Regions from separate parts of the Nothobranchius furzeri genome. Here region 1 is linked to region 2. The links are chromatin contacts, called in public Micro-C maps. All regions are on one chromosome and are shown on one strand. Each heading gives the region's core, a stretch centred on a gene start, on an enhancer-like site or on the middle of the called end of the contact. The rest is flanking DNA. Distances are from core to core; before and after follow the strand shown. Region 1 overlaps vit (vitrin). Region 2 holds the start of spast (spastin).

The links. Hi-C and Micro-C count contacts between places; a contact is called where the count stands out from the background.
Region 1: a contact with region 2 is called in a Micro-C map of tail fin, with 3 times the contacts expected there. The contact joins the enhancer-like site here to the promoter of spast in region 2. A contact is called at or near these places in 2 of 2 Hi-C or Micro-C datasets (skeletal muscle and tail fin).

What each region holds. Positions count from the first base shown.
Region 1 is chr12:1,663,964-1,669,360 of NfurGRZ-RIMD1, reverse strand. It overlaps vit (vitrin), which reads right to left. Exons shown (of 20, transcript XM_015943982.3): 14 at 4,878-4,925; 15 at 4,411-4,476; 16 at 2,985-3,132; 17 at 2,808-2,911; 18 at 2,037-2,263; 19 at 1,451-1,964; 20 at 856-1,259. The coding sequence ends at 1,081. Among protein-coding and RNA genes, the nearest start is that of vit, 30 kb to the right of the region's middle. Within about 2 kb of position 2,295, at least 1 of the 3 cell types and tissues checked has an H3K27ac peak or open chromatin away from gene starts, as enhancers often do. A contact at or near this core is called in tail fin, where this site is marked.
Region 2 is chr12:1,588,014-1,592,821 of NfurGRZ-RIMD1, reverse strand. spast (spastin) reads right to left here and starts at 2,941. Exons shown (of 16, transcript XM_015943989.3): 1 at 2,613-2,941; 2 at 2,451-2,534; 3 at 2,296-2,370; 4 at 2,070-2,218; 5 at 1,855-1,982; 6 at 1,676-1,769; 7 at 1,515-1,589; 8 at 1,338-1,409; 9 at 1,178-1,253; 10 at 1,005-1,096; 11 at 846-925; 12 at 722-764; 13 at 551-630; 14 at 336-406; 2 more. The coding sequence starts at 2,724. It overlaps memo1 (mediator of cell motility 1), which reads left to right and starts at 3,584. Exons shown (of 9, transcript XM_015943990.3): 1 at 3,584-4,146. The coding sequence starts at 4,086.

The sequences.
Region 1 (5,397 bases), core at 1,046-3,545, 77 kb before region 2:
CAGCCAGCACGTCTAGCCAGGCATAAACTTTGTTTCTTCAAACTGAGGCTGCTCAGTATTATTGGTTTTAAATTTATTTTTCCAACTTTGCAACAAATCCTACTACTAACAAGACACTAACTTCTCGGTCATTTCTTTACTCTCTCGAGTTTCTGCTGAGGAGAAAACAAATCGGTTTATTCTTTAACATCATGCAAATTTCCCCCTTTTGTTTAAACTTGACGAGTTTCGGAGTTCAGGTTTGACTCAAATAAAAACCACTTCTTTAATTTATCTTGATTTTTTCTTTATTTTATTAAAAACTGCTAAAAAATCAATTATTTGAATATTACAAGCAAATGGCTTTTAATAAGTATATGTACAAACAGGAAATAAGAGAAAGGGAATCAAATATTCTCAGTGTAAGACAGAAAGGCTTGGAATGGTAAACTAAATACCATCAGAATGAAAACTTACATTTATTCTGTCTCTGGAGAAAAAAACATTTTTATGTACCGTTTCTCAACAACGTTGTTTCATAATGTGATTTGTATTTTTTTACACTGGTAAAAATAAAAATCAACAGCGATTCCAGCACCAGTCTGTGAGTTAAACTTCAACAACTTTCCTCATTTAAGATCAAAAAGCACCAGCTGCAGAGAGCCTTTCCTCCTCAGAGTATACAAAAAAAGATCTTTATGAAGATTTAAACCCACATCTCTCTGCGGGCATCACATGGTTATCGTGTGTTTTTGGTGTCTTTGCTTTAACATAAAAACAGTGAATGATGACATCTCAGCCCAGGTGTGCAGAAAGCTCAAACACTGAGGTTGAACACAGCCTGGGGGGAATTATTTAGAAAGCATCGGTTTAGAAAACCAGTACCACACTTCATTTTTATGCTCTTTGCTGTTTTTTGCAAGTTTTTTTAAGAGGGGATTTAATGCAGACATATTTTAAAAACACCCTCCTAAATTCCTCCTCAAACGTACGGCACTGTAGTCGAAGCCCGCGACACCGCGTGGGCAAGCGGAGTAGATTTACAAACGCTGTTCTGCTGAGACGGCCCACGTCCGACACGTTTCCTCCAACAGCAGCTCCTCAGTTTCTGGGCTGGGAGTTGAACTCCTGGCAGATGTTGTGGATGATCTTGGGAACAAACTTGTAGAGGTTGTCGAACTCGTCCACAAAGAAGGAGTGCTCCTTGTCAGGGTCTGTGGCGATGTACTCCAGCTCATCCTGGGCGGCCCAGGCGATGCCGATGGAGTAAGCAATCACACCTAGATGGGGAAGGGAGAAGGGGAGGGGGGGGGGGACAAAAGGATGTCACTCAAACCAATGTCTGACACTTTAATGTGGACTAAAGTCTTGTGGCAGGTCTGACGTCTGGTGGCTAACCCAGAAGAACCGTGGTACCCACTGTGGTGACTCGAGGCTGCCACATTTCAGGCTGCCACGGGTGACCTCTCACCTTGACGTTGGACAGCTTCTGCGGGCACCCTGACATCATCATAAGAGCGCCCGTCAGTAATGACGATCATGATTTTGCGTTTGTTGGGTTTAGACTTGCTGAAGAGCTGCTCTGCTGCGTAAGTGATGGCAGCACCGGTGCTGGTACCGCCGCTCCAGTAGTTGATGCGCTTGATGGCATTCAGCAGCTCGGCCTTGTTGTTGTACTGCCCGAAGGCGAACTCCAGCCTCTGTTCGTAGGTGTACTGAATGGCTCCGACCCGCGTATCCGTGTCTGAGATCTCAAACTCCCTCGTGACGTTGGCCACAAACTGGAGCACCGTGCGGAAGTTGCCGGTCCCCACACTGCTAGAGCCATCAATGACGAAGGCGATGTCGTTGGCGTTGAGGCAGGTCTTGCTGCACACCAGGCGATCTGTGTCGCACACTCGTTTCACCAGGGGCTGCACGGCCTTCCTCAGGGCGAACCAGCTGTTCACAGGGAGGGAGTAGAAGCCGTTTGTCCGACACACAGCCTGCAGGGATAAATCAGCCCGTTTCAGACATGCTTTAACCTGGGATCAGACACTTCATGGACATTATTCCACCTTGTCCACAAAGTTGGCTTCGACCAGGTTTTGCTTTTCGCTGTCATCAGGACCCTCGATGGTGACAAAGAAGATGTTGATTCCCGATTCCCGGGCGAGCCGAGAGGCCTCCTCCACTTTGTCCGTGGGCCAGCCATCCACTAGGACCACAGCCACGTTGGGGGCTCCTCCCCGGTTCCCGTTTGCATCACTGAAGTACTGCTTGTTAATGTAGGAGAGGGCTTTTCCTGTTGGAACACCAGGGGGCGACAGAATGATGATCAATCGACGCACAAGTCTGTGATTGAGAACGCGCCAAGGATAGAGAAAAACCCACACACGGCATACAAAAGCTTTTTATAGCAGCCTGTCTCGGACACACATCTGTCCTGTTATTCAGATCTGCTGACAGTCCCAACAGTGATACAGGAGGCTCTGTTGTGGCCCAAACTGTAAGCAGCACTTACGGGAAACCACACACACACACACACTAGTTCTACAAAATTTAGCAGCTCATAAAAACCGAGAGGCAATTCACGAATGCTGACGCACCAATGGAAGCAGAAAAACACCAGTCTGCCTGTGGAGAGCCGACCCCCGCGGGCTGGTGAACAGCACCCGCGGCTGGTCAGAGCAGAAGAGCGTGGCTCACTAGAAGCACAGCTATCATTTAGATCCTGGCAAGTTTAGACTTAATTCTATCCTTGCATGTGAAAATGTGCCCGGGCAGTAAAGCCTGTGATAATTGCACCCCACTTATTTTTACTTTCACACCCACAGCAGGTCACTCACCCACGTTGGAGAGGCCTCCCTTCTGAGAGATCTTATCGATGGCTGACTTCACTTCCCTGGAGCTGGAGTGAGTCCTCAGACTGAACTCCGTCACGGGGTCGTCACTTTGAGCAGAGCAACAACATCTTGTCTTATATCAAATCTGTAAACAACGAGACGAATAGAAGACGACCTTACCCATACTGGATGATGCCCATCATGGGTCCAGCAACACCCACGTTGATGACCTGCGCCACCTCGCTGAGGAAGTCTTTCTGGATTTTGAAACGACGCTTCCCGATGCTCCAGCTCCCGTCCATTAGGAAGGCAAGGTCCACCTTACAATCTGGGGTCAAAACACATTTCTGCATGTATGAAGCACAGAAACAGCTGGAGCAGGCGGCGAGACGGAGCTCGCTTCCTTGGCACAAGATGAGAAGAACGTGGTCACTAATTTAGGGGTGAAAACTGATGCGGCCCTTAAATTCGATGCACAAATCAACGTGGTTGTCCAGGCACGCTTTTTTACTGTGAGACGGCTATCAAGAGCACATCTGGAAACAGTACTACACGCTTTTATCATGTCCTACTGCCGTACTGGGTTGTGTGCTGCTCCGAGTCAGGCTGCAGCTGCACGGATCCGGCTGGTCCAACACTCTGCTGCCAGATTTGTGACTGGGACAAGAAGGAAGGACCACATTACCCCAGCGTTGGCTTCTCTTCACGGGCTCCCAGTGTTTTACTGGGCAAAATTTAAGATCCTCCTCCGTGTCTTCAGGGTGCTGCAGGGCAGTGCTCCCCCATGTCTGGCTGCACTGTTACAGCGGTGTGTCTCCGCTAGGGCCCTTCGCTCTGCTGAGCAGGAGTTGCTGGAAGTCCTCTGCTCTAACTGAGACCTAGAGGGACCGGGCCTTCTCGGTAATGGCTCCAGCCCTTTGGAACGAGCTGCCTCCGGCAGTGAAGCAAGCTCTTTCCCTTCAGGAGTTTAAGTCTCGCCTGAAAACTCACTTGTATCTGTTAGCTTTCCCCCAACACCCATGACACTGCTTTTGTATTTTATTTATTGTACTGCATGGGTTTTAGTTGCTTTCACTTGTACTTTGCTACTATTTTTATTCTCTTCACCTACTATGATGTTTTTATCCTTGTTTTTATGAGCTGATCAGCACCTTGGGTCTCTGCTAAGGTGGTAGAAGGTGCAATATAAATAAATCTGATAGAAACACAAAATCCATCTATTCCATGATCTGGGCACCGACATGGGGACCTGCCAGGGTCAAAACGACTTCAGAAGCTTTTCAAATGTCTTACCTAAAATGCAAGCCCTCCCTAGTAAGCATACAGTAATTGGATCCACCCCATATTAACCCTCCCACTGTCTTTACGGGTGGCCCCGCGAGGAAAATTGACCATTGAGCAGGGTTGATGGTTTATCCCTTGAGGTCCACATGGCATGGGGGAGGAGGTGCTCACTCCTCACAACTGTCACATGGACCTAAGGGATAAACCATCAACCCTGCTCAATGGTCAACTTTCCTCGCGGGGCCACACCCATTAGGACAGTAGGAGGGTTAATAGAAACAGTTTAAGAGATTATCTAAATTCTGTAAAAAGCCAAACTTACTTGGATCTCCTTGTGACGCAGGTTCTGGGGCTCTTGGTACCGGTTCTGGTTCCCTCAGACTAAAACCTCAAATACAGGAAAACAGAATCCAAAGCGAGTGATGCTGATGCAATGATTTGCTTTGAAAAACAGCAGATATCTTGATCTCATTCAGCTATTTTTGTTCCTTCACTCCTGAATAACATCAATTATCCTTTATCCTCCCAAAACGGAGAGGACCCAAACGTCTGCTGTTGCTAACTTGAAAGCGTTTTTGTTGCGTTTGCAGGTGGCTACTCTTCAGCGCTGCTGATCAGGACTTGTTGTTACTAACACACTTTGAGCGAGCGGGCCATTTGACTCTCTTCAATTAAAGGTTGAGCCAAACCCCGAGTGTTTTCCCTGGATAGCTTCGGTTTGGATTGTACTTACAGTCAGAACTTACTGGCAAAGAGGAGGAAAACAAGGATCGGCGAGATTCCCGTTACCTGATTCATACGGGTTTGCTTCTGGCTTCCAGGCGTCCACTGGCTCCACTGCACAGATGTTAGAAAAGCTCAGCGTTAGAGGAGTGCTACCACGCAGCTAGCAAATAAATCTAAATACTATTCAGCAGGAACCCAGTTTACCCTAAATATGAGTTACCGTGTTTATTGAATTTCACACAATTAGAAAGCAGAAGCAGTTAGCGACACTCAGAGTTACTAATGACAAAATAATTTCTTCTCAGATCAGCGAACAAATTTTGCTGTCACGTAACAAAGACCTGAGTAAATACAAAATGATGATTTCTTTTATTAAAGGTTCCATGTCGTGCTATTTTAAACCTTTGAGAACAAAGGTAGGCTCTGTATATGATAAAGTATTACCGCTGGCACTTTTGAGATGTCGTTTATCGTAAAACTGAGTTATTTTCATCAGCCTGAGCTTATACCTGGAAATAAAATGGTTTCAGTGAAACTCCGCCCAATCCAACAAAACGTGCTCAACAGCGTCTTCGGCGAGTCA
Region 2 (4,808 bases), core at 1,692-4,191:
GCTTCAGGGAATCCTCAAAGTCTTTCATCTTGATGTTACGCATCTGAGAACATAGAAAACAAAAGTGAATGAATACATATTTAATACTGTGTAATTACACATATTTAATACTGTGTAATTACACATATTTAATACTGTGTAATTACACATATTTAATACTGTGTAATTACAAAAGCCAATCTGATGGTTTTCCTTCTTCTCACCTCACTGGCTGACATGTTGCGGACTTGGTTTGGTCCCAGCTCTGAAAGAGATCAAGTTCACATAAAATTCATTGGTTTTCCCATTAAAAATGTAAAAATGTTGCCAGAAATTAATTGATTAATCAGTCCTACCTCTAATAGGACCAAGAGCTGCATCTTTGGCCAATGACGTCAGGTCGCTTCCTGAATATCCTGCAGTCGCTCTGTCAGTTAACAACATTTTATTTATATCAGCTTAAAGGGGACATACATACAAATCTAACTTTTAGCATATTTTTATGCTGTCATGTGGGTTTCTACTGCCTCTACGAACACATGAAGCATTGTAACAGCAGCAGGACACTCACTTTGCGAGGCAAGACAGCTCGCTCGAGCTCAGTGGATTCCCGTGTTTGCCCAAAAGGTTTGTCATCAGAGTGAGTCTCGTCTAAAGAGTTAGAAAACTTCTTTTAAAAAGGAAACAAAAAGCATCTTGCAACAAAACAAAAAAAAAAAAAACATGCATGGGTGATAATTACCTTCTCATCTGGCAGAGCGACATACACCCTTTTTGCAAAGCGCCTGTCAGATAAACATTTATCAGTAGCAGTGACATATTTTTAAATCAAACATAAAACAATCACGTATGGCTGCACTGCTTACCTTAGGACTGCTTCATCAAGCTCCTGAGGCCTGTTAGTTGCTCCCATGACCAGAACCCTGTCATCCCCTCCTGACTGCACCTGAAATCCAGAAAGGCAGATGTGAAAATGACACCGGTGTGTTCTCAGGTGTTCAAGAATAAATTCCTGACACTCTTACCCCATCAAATTCGATGAGGAACTCTGTCTTTAAGCGACGAGAGGCATCGTGTTCCCCCTCCCTCCTCTCACAGAGTAAGCTGTCCACTTCGTCTAAGAATTAAAAGTGATATTAAAAGGTTAATTTATGAACCAAGATGTCAAAGTTAAACTGTGGAAGACAGTACTACGGACCAATAAAGATGACTGAAGGCTGCAGTTCTCTTGCAACTGCAAAGAGAGCTCGTACAAGCTTCTCGCCCTCTCCTACCTGTGACAGTGATAAGAAACATTTGAAAACACCACAGATTACAGTGTGGCTGCAGAAAAGTAAGCAATTTATAAATCTACTCACATATTTAGATGTCAAACTAGCTGCACTAATGTTGAAAAAAGTAGCATTAGACTCTGCAGCGACTGCTTTGGCCTGGAAAGGAGGAATAGCATCTGTAATTCAGCTAATAACAGCAGGATGGTGATACATGCATACAAGCAATCAAGGTTGTTGTGTTAAAATGGATGCGCTACATACCAGCATGGTTTTTCCATTTCCAGGTGGGCCAAATAAAAGCAAACCACGTGCAGGTGCTCTCAGACCTGTAAACAGCTAAACAGACCATAGGAGATGGTGTCAGGTTAAACACTTAAAGCACAGATGCTTTATGAAGACAGAAATATAGTAAAGCTCGTAACCTCCGGTCTTAAGGAAGGAAGGATCACAATTTCTTGGAGTGCTTGTTTAGCTAGATCTTGTCCAGCAATGTCTTCAAAAGATACAGACGCTCCCCTGCCGAGCACATTTTAAATGTAGCATCTTTATTTAATTCTGTATTTTGCAGATTGCAAAAGCATTATTATCTTGTTATGAATACCTGTCAACTATTTCATTAAGAATCAAGCTGGCCAGCTTGCTGTCCACATTTTTGAAGTGTTTCATGTCCCTCTTTGGGGGTTGCTTCACAGGTCTTCCATTTGGGACTTTTCCCATCCTGGGGTTCACCTGAATTGATTTAAGCAGAAATCATTACACAACGTGAACCCTTCAGTATCACGTGATTACACTTTACATGGTGAAGAATCAAAACACCTTTGCATCAGCAGGTCTTGGTGATGGTCTGGCAGCAGTGGAGGGCCTAAAGTTAGTGGACAACCCTGAAGCTGAAGGCTGGCTTTTAGGCTTAGGGAGGCTTGAGCCAGACAGAGGATTGTTTTTGCTTTTAGATGCCAATGTGGCCTCTGTGAGGAAAGAACAGGAAAATAGGTTATTTAGCTTTGATGCCAGCAGGGTGTTAGTCAGCTCAAATGACACCTACCTAACAAAGCAAGCCTGTCTTTCGCCATGGTGAGATTGGTAACCATTTTATCTTGCAGCCTCTTTGATCGATCATCTGACAAAACAACACAGAATTCATGGCTAAATGTTCCTAACACAAAACATCACGGAACAGAGGAGTGTTAACGTTTCTACCTGTTCCAGTAATCTCTATGGCGATACCCTTTTCAAGCTCAGCGATTCCTTTCTTGTACCACTGCACAGCTTCTCCCTTAGCCACTATTATCACATGATGGCGTTTATAACAAACTGTCACACAAAACATCCGCTGATCGATACTCAAACAAATAAACCAACCTGAATCATCCTCGTCGATCCTCAGTGCCTTCGAAATATACTCAAACGCCTGTTTATGATAGTTTTTAATAAGTTCTCCGCTGCTATTAGTTGCGTTTATTTTAGCCGACATTACTGATGCGTTACTTCCTCCCTAATCGCGGTTGTTACAAATTCTCTAAGAAGGGAAATATACATTTAGCATTTAAAAAACATGCGAAGGTGGCGAAACATCGGTATATGTTTAGTAAACTAACCCTTCACTGTGATATTCTTTTGTTTTTAGAGTCCATGCAAGCAGCTACCGCTAACTTCCGCTTTCCCTTGTACACAAACAACAGACTCCGCCCGCTTCCGCATCTTCTCTTTGGTGTAAACTCCTAGCGCCCCCTGCCGTAGTGGAGAAACATTGTCTTGTGTCGTTTTCCATTTTTACAGTCAAAATTTCTAACCAAATTTTAAAATAAAAATATAATAAATAATATTTGTTGCAAAAAACAGGTTTCCGCCTGCTTTTCCACCGATTTCGTTACCATTTTACCCATTTTTGTGTGATTATAGAACACCAATTTGTAAAGTAATTACTAGAAACATTTAACCATATTTATAATAATAATAATAGTTTCACTATATATATTCACTATATATATCGTTATATATCGTTATTTTTCCTTGACTTGTACATAATGTTCTTTTTAATTTTCACGAATTCACATGTCATTCAAAACAATGACTGCTATTTTCAACTCAGAAGAAATCAGAAAAGATTTTGAACTCAAATGACAATTCATGAAAGAAATTTGAGAAAAACCTTTAGACATTATAATGATGCATTACAAACGTGTCGACAGCTGTTATTGATAGCATCTAGATTCTTAATTGTTTTGGTTTCAACCATAACGTTAAGCTTGTATGATTCATTTTCTGCCATGTGTGCTCACCACAGCTCACTTGACGGCCCAACGTTTTGTAACCAAACAACCATTCTGGACTTGTTTCCGCCCCTTTCCAATTCCCACCAATGATGTTTCCCTACAAAATCAATTCACCAATCATAAGACGTGACATCACTTCGACAACAGTTTTAGCCGCGCCCCTTCTACCTGGCTAGCAAAAGAAGTCTCAGTAATCCTCAAATACCTACTGTGACAGTTTAAAGGTTTTATATTGGGCTAGCTAGTGTTTGTTGTCGGCGCAATACTGTTTTATTTGTGCCTATAAGGAGTTATATCGCCAGATTGCCGAACAAACTAACTTCACTTATTAACCGGTAACAACCATCGACATTAATATAACAACACAGGGGCCAGTACAGTGAGCTTGCTATCCCAGCTGTCTCGACAGCCGGACTGCCCTTTGTCTATTCGAGCAAGGTAGCTAGCAGGCGTTATTTCATCTGTCAGCTAGCTAACGCAGGGTTTTTGCAGTTCTGTTTTATTTTTATTTTGCTATAAAGAAGTTAAGGAAATCAAGATAGGCGGCTTGGGAACCAAGATGTCAAATCGAGTGGTGTGCAGAGAAGCAAGTCACGCCGGGAGCTGGTACTCCGCTTCGGGTAACTGTCGGCACTTTGCGTTAGCACACCGAGCGCTAGCTGTTGTTGTTTTTTATTTTCCTTTGTATGTCAGCATGCCTCGTTGGTTTTGTCTGTCGCTTTATTTAGTAAAACTTTAAACATCGTTGGGTTTATAACGTTTCTCTTCGTATATTGCCCGAGGAGGCTGTTAAAGCCGACGATGTCATGCTAATCTAGATGATTCAAATAAAAGCCGGTTAGCTAACATTTACCAGCTTCTGACAGCCTGTTCTGTGTCATCCCACGAGGAACATGTGTGTTTTGTGGTCATTTATTGTTGATCATGCCGCAAAAGAATAAAATAAAGCGGGATTTTGTTGGACAAATTTGTTACAGGCTATAGCTATTCAGAGCTAACTTGGCTAATATTAGACCTCCCTGGCCTACACGCTAACTCGACAACTCCAGAAAACAACCAAAGCTAAACCAGCTTAAGCTGTTTTAATTGTTGTGATCGTTTTGGTTTCTCACTGCGACTTCCTTAACTGTGAAATGTTCTCAGCCATGAAACAAAGGACTGGGTTGGGCTGGGCAGAAAACTGGAGTTTCATGTTGTACCCCTTCCCCCAGTTCATAAACAGGAAGCCTTTTCTATTTTTGAACCCACCAAACATTTAGTTATTCCATTTGTAATCCAGCGA